2 separate regions of the Mus musculus genome follow, and region 2 is linked to region 1. A link is a contact called in public promoter capture Hi-C data. All regions are on one chromosome and are shown on one strand. Each heading gives the region's core, a stretch centred on a gene start, on an enhancer-like site or on the middle of the called end of the contact. The rest is flanking DNA. Distances are from core to core; before and after follow the strand shown. Region 1 holds the start of Smim14 (small integral membrane protein 14). Region 2 holds the start of Rbm47 (RNA binding motif protein 47).

Region 1 (4,864 bases), core at 914-3,413:
AAACCTAAACTTCCCTGTGAAGTCATTAGATACAAAAAACTTCAGTAACATTCCACATTGCACTTGCTGCCTGGATTGTTTAACAAGCCAAGTAAGCCTACACGCCATTCGGTGTCTGTTTTACTAAATCTCACAGTATCACCAAGAGACATAGGGGGAAAACTTTCCACACCATGGCTTTAATAACTACTGCTTTTCCAACATGGTGGAATTTCACCCTAAAAGGTCCATAGGCCATAGCTGCAAATACATACGTACATACATACATACATACATACATAACTCAAAAAAGTACCGGTATGTAAAGCCACAGCGAGGGGTGGCTCTGAGATTACAGCACTAACTACTCTTCCAGAGGACCTGGGTTTGGTTCCCAGCAACACAGCCACTCATAATCCTCTGTAACTTCAATCCCAAGGATCCACCACCTCCTTGAGCACCCAGGAATGCACAAGGTGCACAAACATACATATAGGCAAAATACCCATTAACATTAAATAAAATAAATAAGTAAATAACAAATGTAGTATGATACCATATTTTTGTAAAGCAATTGCAAAAGCATCTTGAAGGATATGAACTAACATTCCGGCAAGAGGAGAGACGCGATTATCATTCTTTCCTCCTCATGTACTTCTATAAACATCTCCTCCAATCACTACAAAAACATCTCACAAAACAAAAAATATTGTTTTAGAATAGTAAAAAGGGTGAGGGTTTTTTAAAAAAATCTGAAAAGGGGGAAGTGCAAAAAGAAAATTCTCCTTTGTCTATATCATCAAGATTCCAAGTATGGGAGAAAAAAAAGAGGGAAAATCCATGATCTACACAGGAGGAAAAGATTTGATACGAGGTCCGTTACTGCCCAAGGGCACACCCTTCAAAGATAGGGGTCTAAATTCCTAAGACTTCTTCCCAGATTTGATGGACAGCAATCAATCTGTTTCCTCGTTCCTTCCTGCTGCTTTCCACAGAAACACTATAAGTATCTTGGAGAGGGGGAAATGTCCCTTTTCGAAAACACGATGGAACATCCAGGCTTGGTTTTCTGGTCTGAGTGCGGAGGGCAAAAGGGTGGGCGGCTACACTGAAGGAATCTGCGCGAGCAGGGAGTCACCTGAAGCAGGAGCACGCAGCTGCTTCCCCTAACCTCCACAGCAGACACAGGGCAGCGAGCGTTTCCAGACTAGAACCCTTGGTAAACTGTAGGTTTTTCCCAATTCTGGTACGGATAGCTGCCAAGTGACACCACAACACAAAATCGGGAGGGTGTCTTCCACACATGCAGGTATAAATGCTTCCTGAAGCTCATCAGGCGCTCCAGCTGTAAACCCAGGGCACTCCATTACTAAGGCCGCATCCTCGGCTTTTCCAACTGGGGCAACTAAAAGCATCCTGCCGCCTCGCTACAGTTAGCAAGTATCATCTTGGCTAAAATCCTAACGTTTAAGCAGCCACTTCGGAAAACTTCGGCTTTAAGCAGCGACACGGATCTCAAACCATTGCCAGGCTGTTGCCCTGCATTCCTTCCGATAACGGTGCTGCTACCTGCTCCATTGTCAGCCCCGGCTCCACGTACTGAACCAACAGAACTGAACCAACAGAAAAGGGGAATCCTTTAAATCCGCAACACAATGGAGGCTAAAGAAGAGCTCTGGCTTTTAGGATGGCAGCTACCAACACACCACAACAAAAGGGCCCCGTCCGGGTGACTTCATCGAACCCACCAGGCAAACGCCACCGCCCGGCCTTCGGGGTGACTGTCCCTAACCCCCTGCACGCCCGCGCCGCCTATGGGGCCCTAAAAGTGAAAGCACCCGGACTGCGGGTGCCTGTGCAGCCCAGCTGCAGGCTGCCGGGCCAGCGGCTGCGGGCTCCCCGGGTGCAGCGCCCAGCCAAAGGCGCCCGCTCCGCCGCAGCGGTCCCCGGGTGCGCGCGGCCACAGAAGTGGCGACGCCAAGAGGGTCGCCGAGGAGGGCGGTGGGCCGGGGAGAGAGGGGGGGACGGGACACTCACCCGCCCAAAACAGCGGCGGGCGGGGAGGGTGGCGGCCGGGAGCGTTCCGGACGCCGCTGTCGCTGCCGATGCTGCTGGCCGCCGGCCTCCTCCCCTCTGTTTGGATTCGATAGACCACGTCACTCTTAGCCACGAGACCCGGATCTGCGGGCTCCCCGAGGGCGGCGCAACAGATTGTAGCACCCGGAGCCGCTCGTGACCCTACCTAGGGAGCATGCGCGTGTCGCGCGGGCCACCTGCGTCGGAGGGGGGCGGCTCCCGCAGCTCCGGCGCTGACGTGCGTGGGCGCGCCCGGCGTGGGGGAGGCAGTTCCGGTGTGGCGGGGTGGGGTTGCTCCACCGAGAAGGAAGGGCAACCCGGCTGTTAAGTTGTCCCACGTCGCCTCCGTGCTGTCTTCCGTGGTCATGATCATCTGACGTGTCTGTCTGTTTGTCGAGGGAATGGCTTCTGTCCACGGCGGTGTTTAGTCATACTTAGGCGGAGGGGCGCGCGCACAAATTGATGACTGCTGAGACCCGGTCTACCTGCAGAGGTGGCGGTGGGAGTTCATCATCAGGCACGCGTGAAAATCGGAACTCGAAGATTACAGAAGCATGTCAGCTGGGAGGTGGGGAGGGATGAGTGATCCTGATGACGTTCGGATTTTGGATTGGAAAACAGACCTAAATTAAGTTCAACCTTAACCTTAAAAGAGAGATGTTAGAAGCCGGATGTGATGGCTCAACAGCAGAAGCAGAGACAGGCTGGTTTGCAGAGCGAGTTGCAGGACAGCCAGGGCTGCATTGAGAAACCCTGGGGGAGTGGGTGGGAGTATGTGAATTTGAGCCCAGCCAGTGCAGCATAGAATATGTCTGGGTTTTTTTGTTTTTTGTTTTTAAAAGTGAGGGGAGCCTAGCCATGGGTTTGCCCTCCTAGTGGAGGAGGGAATGTGGCCAAAGGAGGTAGCAGCACACCATTCTTGGGCTTGGAAGTTAGGAAGCAGTATTTCAACAATCCAAAGACAGCTTAATTCCCATGTAAGAAAGGACGGGAAATACCAGCAAATTGAAGTGTGGAGCCTGATAAGCAAAAAGAGCACCTCTGGAAGCAGCTGTGGCAGCCGTAATTCTACAGATGTATCCAATGACCTCGAGGAACTCTGGACGAAACTAAGCATATTTTTATAAGAAAGTACAAGAAAAAAATTATCCTGAGAATCTAAAGTCTGGACAAAAAATAGTGAACGGCAGAAAACATCCACTTGGAATTTCATTTTCTTCCCTAATAGTTTAACAATCTGACAACAAAAAAAGAAAAACAAAACCCTTTAAAACAGTGCTGCACAGTCTGTCTTTGGCTACATGGTTCACAATCCGTGTTCTACTGAGGTATGGCCTGCTTTCTTTGGTAAGGTTACAAGTTAGAAAAGAAAACAAAACCCGACCAGCGAAAACAAGCAGGGGAGCTCTGTCTTCCCTGGTACACACTGTAACTACAAAATTTCAATGAAGAAACATCCCATATTTAAAACAGAGGAAAGAAACCTTCATGATTCTCAGTGGCTGAGCTGAGAAAAACAAAACTGCTCCGGGAAGTGATGGCACATCCCCTTAATCCCAGCACGAGGAAGGGAAGGTCTGTGGAACTCTTGAGTTTAAGGCTCCCTGGTCCATAGAGTTCCAGGAGAGCCAGGGCTACACAGAGAAGCCCTGTCTTGAAAAAACAAAACAAAACAAAAAGCGGTGGTGGTGCACGCCTTTAATCCCAGCACTTGGGAGGCAGAGACAAGGCAGATTTCTGAGTTGGAGGCCAACCTGGTCTACAAAGTGAGTTCCAGGACAGCCAGGGCTACACAGAGAAACCCTGTCTCGACCACTTGCCAAACAAATACACCACGAACCTGACTTCCCAGCTTGTAATCCACTTGTATGCGTTATTTTTACTTTATTCCTTAAAGTCACCTATTTTCTTTGACGTCTGCATGAAATATTTTCAGAGATTCTACATCAACCAAGTGACACTATCCTTTTTCATGTAATACTAGCACTTTATGAAGACAGCATTTCATACACATATATGTAACTTATTTTTACTTCTATGTGCATTGGTTTTGACTGCATGTATGTCTGTGTGAGAGTGTCGGATCCCCCTGGAACTGGAGCCACAAGACAGTGCTGAGCTGCCATGTGGGGGCTGGAAATTGAAACCAGGTCCTCTAGAAGAGCAGCCACTGCTTTCAAACTCTGAGCCATCTTTCTAGGGCCCAAGATGGCATTTGTAATTGTTCCCATCCTATTGGATGCTCTTGACATTTCTTTCTTTTTCTGAGACAAGGTTTCTCTCTGAAGCCCTGCCTGTTCTGGGACTCATTCTGTAGACCAGGGTGGCCTGGAACGTAGATCTACCAGCTTCTGCCTTCAGGGGCTGGGGTTAAAGGCTTGCACTGCCATGCCCAGAAATGTTTACTTCAACTCTTGATAGGTTACAAACATTACGCTGTTATCACTGCTGCCTTATGCAAGAATATTTTACAAAAATATTTGTTTATTTTTACATATCTTGTTTTCTTCAGGTGACACCATATTCGTCTATCTCATTTTTCTTTTACCTAAGCATATGTATGTTGTCTAATTCATTTCAGATTTACTGAAAATTAATTTTCTAAGAATTCTTTTGTATTTTAACATCCTTATTGAGGTATAATTCCTAATTCTGCCCTTTCAGTTCCATAGTTTCAAGAGCATTTTTGGGCTCAGAATTTTACACCATTACTAGTGTTAAAATACAACATATTTTCATTATATTTGTGCTTCTTTTGGAGACATGAGGTCCTTGTACTCACACAGCACCAGGAGAACCAGGAATGTTA
Region 2 (4,864 bases), core at 1,147-3,646, 660 kb after region 1:
AGGATTGTTTTCTCCTTCCACCACGGTGAGGGAAGGCTAGAACTCAGGTCCTCAAGTTTGGTGGCCAGCCACCTCAGCAGCTTGAAGAACAGTTTTGATTTGCAGTCCTCCTAAGGAAACTCCTAAGTGAGTCACTATCACACAAACCGGAGGGGAGAAAAGTTCGACTTTTAGCTCCCATAAGTAATGGAGAAAATAAAAGCAAGTCAAAAATAGCTTGTAAGTACCTAGAGAATATCTTTTCATCAGTTTGATAAGACTTAATAAGGAAGCCACATCCCTAAGTGCCTTAGGACAGTCTTAGAGTGTTGTCAACTTTTACCTAATTAAAACAGAGAGTCCTTTATCTGAAATTTTCCATTTCCATTCATTTTGACTGATTTCTTAGCCACCCAGTGACTGCAGGCATATCAGATGTTATATTTGGTAGACTCTACTCTTGTCTCCAGATTGAATTCTCCGCTGGAAACAACAACTAAGCTTCCCCGAGGGTGGCCTTCAGAGATAAATGTCTGCAGGAAGCCCCCCCCCCCCCCCCCCCCCCCGCTCTGCTCCAGTTAACACTCAAGCGAGACGCCCGTCACCAAAAACTCCGAAATCTCAAGCTAATAATCCGCATCTAGTCACCTGTGCCTCAAAAAAGACCAATTACGTTTTTTTCAACTATACACACACACACACACACACACACACACACACACACGGAAAAAGACTCAAGTCTGCAGGAAACAAGATGCGGCTGACCATAGGATTATCTGCTCTCCAAAAGCTGAAGCTTTAAAAAAAAAAATCTTTTTATAAACCCTTTAACTTCCCACTAAAGAAGGAAGACGATCAAATGAGAGATTAATACTAAGGGGGAAAGAAATAGAGAGAGAAAGATGTTGTTTGTTTGTTTTTTCCCAAAAGTCAGGACTCTATGGGGACAGTAGTCAGAACTGCCAAAAGTCCACCTTACCTTCCGTAAGTACTTGGCGTCGCTCACTTCAGAAATTAATACCATTCACAGCCCGGTAGCAATCTACAAGGCTAGGAAGTCACCTACAACATCTTCGCTGGCCGCACACTTTTAAATAGAAAACTAAATTAAAGAGTCTCCAAACTACTTCCCACCGTGCGGCTTAAAGCAACAGATCAGATCGCTCTAGGCTTTAACTCTTCCCGGGTTCTGGGAATTCCAGTTTGTCACAATTTCTTAGCCTGAGTGACCTGCGGTAAGAAACGTCTTCCCGGCCCAGAGCCTGGCTTCTCCGGGTCCGGGCGCTCGGCGGCCGGCTGGGCTGGGTCGTACGAGCCGGCTGCGGTGCGGCTGTGGCCCGGGCGGAGCGGCACAGGGTCGGATCCCGCGGAGCGCGGCGGAGTCCGGCTGCAATCGGTGCCTCTGCAATCCCTGCTCTTCCCGGTTCCCTCCCTCCGCCTCCTGCCCTCCCCCAGACGAGGCCATTCGCCTCACAGTAGCAAGGTTGTCTCGTATACTCCCTTCCCTTAAACTCACCAAACCAGATTTTTACTCCCAACACCGGCAACTTCCCGTAAATCTGCACTGAAATTTTATCCTGCTCGCTGAGCCTCCGCTGGCCGAAGGCCAGTGCAACATTCCTGTTGTTTTAGAAGCGCGGATACCTTAGCTGAAGGTTTAAAAAAAAAAAAAAATCATATCGGACTGGCCCCGATGCGGAGGATTTACGAACTTTGGCCGCTCAAAAAGTCACATCCATTTCAGACATTCAGAAGGGACCCCAGAAGTGGCACCTGCCCCACCTGGGGACATCTAGAAGAGTGGCTTCCGGCCGCCTATGGCTGTTTAGAGTAAGCCACCCTGAGCCTGCACCAAGGACTAAGGACCCTGCGCCTGACTCCCGGGGTGAGCAGTGCCACCGCCCCCGGCCTTGCGGGGCAGGAAGGCGCTGGAGCAGGTAGGGCGGCAGACGAGCCCCGCCGCGGGCCTGCAGGAAGCCAGGACCTCCTGGGCTGTTCTTACCTGAGGCTGAGCATAGCTCGGAGAGCACAGGCAGGCACGTCACGGGGGGCCGGAGCTCTGACCTTTGCCGGAGCCTTCACAGCAGGGCCTGGGGCCTGGGCGCCGCTGCTCGTTCAAAGTGGCTCATTCTGAATGCGCTCTGACCTAGTGTTACAGCTGGTTTCTAGAAAGGGAACAAAAACAGTGCAAGGAGAAACCTCAGCCAAGCCCTCCTTTAACCTTGCCTCTGATCACAGGGGAACTAAGTCTGACCCCCATCCCCACTCCCAGGAAACCCACCCTAGGGCCGCGGCCCCCGCCCCACCCCTCGGGTTACCTGTTTATACAAGAATTAAGGAGCCTCCCGCATTTCAATGGAGCGCTAAGCCTGTTTGCAGCGCGGAAACAGCCAACAGGAATCGAATTCTGTGACTAAACAAACTAGAAGAGGAAGCGGGCACCACAAGGAACCTAAAGTTGTGATTTCGGGTTGCAATGTCATGCAACTGAAAAAAAAAATACTGTTTCACAGTAGGCTACTTTAATTAAAAGAAGGACCCAAAACTACCCCCCCCATCTAGTTAAATGGAAGCTGATAGAATATCGGCATATAGCGTTAGCCACTGTTGTTAGTGATACTATTATTATGTATAATCCGCCCCCCCCCCGTAGAAAAACGTGCAATGGATGTTAGAAGGAGGCTCCAGACCCAACTCTGCCCTCACTATCTGTGAGCAAGTTAATTACCCTCCAGCTCTGAGTTTCTGGAAGATTCTAAGGATGGGAGTTTTGCTTTCACTGTGGACAGTTTCAAGGAGAAGGAAAGACGAAGTCTTTGTGAAGGGGTGTGCAACTGATTTTCGACTCGTGTACAAGTTTCAAGGGAAGTGGAGAGAAGTTGGCCCTGCCTTCCATGAAGTGCAAATCCAACGTCTGTGTCACGCGCGTAATTCTGACTCAGATTTAGGCACTAGACCTGACCTGCCACCCTGCAAGTTACTCCATAGGTTAAAAGTCAGTGCTAGCGGGGCGGTGGTGAGCACGCCTTTAATCCCAATCCCAGCACTTGGGAGGCAGAGGCAGGCAGATTTCTGATTTCGAGGCCAGCCTGGTCTACAGAGTGAGTTCCGGGACAGCCAGGGCTACACAGAGAAACCCTGTCTCAAAAAAAAAAAAAAAACAAAAACAAAAACAAAACAAAACAAAACAAAAACAAAAAGTCAGTGCTAGATAACAGTGAACCATGCAGTTTGAAGATCTGTGAATGTGGGGCGTGTGGGGTGTGGTGGAGGCTTTGAAAACTCATAGATATCATCCATAGTAATAGTGGAGGGTAGAGGGGGTATTTATGTTCCTTTTAACTTGACATATAAATGAAGAAATCCTAATCTCTTTATATTGAGGTCTTTCTTACTCAGGAACCCTTTCACCCATTTCCTTAATCTGATCCTCAGGTCTGCCTCAGGTCTGGAGGTGAAGACACTGTCCGTACAGAGGTTAGGTAAGCAGGCCAACTTTCCCGAGTGCCGACCTTTCCAGTCTAATCGAAAAGTCAGATCTTACCACCATTAGTAAAAGTAATTCCTGAAGCCAGCCAGGAATTCTGAAGTTCTCCATCCTTTTGATCTTCGATCTTTTATCTTTTAGGCAGCAAAAGTCAAGCCAGGCCAGTTTAACCATGTTCTGAATTCAGAATCAAGACTTTGTCGATAGGTGCACACATGTACTGAGAATCGCAGACTGTAGAAAACTCCCAGTTCCGAACTGTTCTAGGGGTTGATACAGTTAGTTAGCCACCAAGACTCCGCAGCTGTAAAAAAGGCTTCGAAACCAGTTTCCAAGAGACTTTCTGAGCTACAGGAGGCACAGCTCTGTGCTTCAAGATAGGTTTTTCCATAGGAAGCTCTGGGCCCAGCCTTGAGATGAGAGGACCACAGAGATTAGAGCAACGGGGTCTGTTAAAGTCAGCAACAAAGTCAACAGCGAAGAAAGGGAGGGAAGGAGAGGAAGGGAGGGAAGATGAAAGAGGTGCAGCTCAGTTGTTGAGCCTTGGCCTCGAATGAATGCAAATGTGTAGAAGCCCTGTGATGTAGTGCTAGCTGCACCTGGGAACTGAGCCCCTGAGAAAGGCACAGGCTCCAGGAAGCAAGTCTTCCTGTGTGCTTCCGAGTCTGCTCCTTTGCCTCAAGTGCTCAACTGCTGCCTGCACTTTTCCTGTCTGCTCATTGATACAGTAAACTGCTGTGCTATTGTGGCTCGTTTGCATAACACTGTAGCACCGCATCCCAGGCTGTTGTGTGAACTTGCTATCCTCCTGCTTCAGTTCCCAGTGATGGGATTGCACACACACACACACACACACACACACACACGCACGCACGCACGCACGCACGCACGCACGCACGCACGCACGCACGCACTGATACACCCAGCTTCCAAGTGAGTATGATTCTTTTGTGAGTTGGTTTTTAGGAAGTGTAAAAGGGGTGAAAGGGGGATTAAGACAAGATTCCATATAGCCCAGGCTGGTCAAGTAAAACATGTGATTATTTTCCCTACTTTCTACTCCTCTCCCTATAAGTATGGCAAAGATAACTCAGATTTTTTTTTAGAGACTGCATTGCACCAATGGCACCCAGGCTGCTCTTGAACATAAGTGCTTAAGCTACCTTCCTGCTCCAGTGCAACCACACCTGGCTAAATAAACTTTTTAAATGGCAGGTGATGGATGAGCCTGGTGATGGCTTAGGTACTGTAACCCCAGGACTCGGGAGGCAGAGGCAGGCAGATCTTGGTGAGCTTGAAGCCAGCCTGGTCTACAAGAGCAAGTTCTAAGACAGCCAAAGCTATACAAGGAAAACTGTCTCAAAACCAAAACAACACAATGCAGACTATGGAAAAATA

Evidence for each region. Capture Hi-C pulls out chosen DNA fragments and counts their contacts.
Region 2: a contact with region 1 is called in a promoter capture Hi-C map of pancreatic islet. The contact joins the promoter of Rbm47 here to the promoter of Smim14 in region 1. A contact is called at or near these places in 2 of 115 datasets of contacts at active chromatin or transcription factors (large pre-B cells and pancreatic cancer cells) and 1 of 9 other capture datasets (pancreatic islet).

The regions. Positions count from the first base shown.
Region 1 is chr5:65,490,720-65,495,583 of GRCm38.p6, forward strand. Smim14 (small integral membrane protein 14) reads right to left here and starts at 2,164. Exons shown (of 5, transcript NM_133697.4): 1 at 2,017-2,164.
Region 2 is chr5:66,149,558-66,154,421 of GRCm38.p6, forward strand. It overlaps Rbm47 (RNA binding motif protein 47), which reads right to left and starts at 2,397. Exons shown (of 8, transcript NM_001127382.2): 1 at 2,298-2,397; 2 at 1,982-2,144. It overlaps Gm26725 (a long non-coding RNA gene), which reads left to right and starts at 1,447. Exons shown (of 5, transcript XR_001785070.2): 1 at 1,447-1,916; 2 at 3,415-3,461.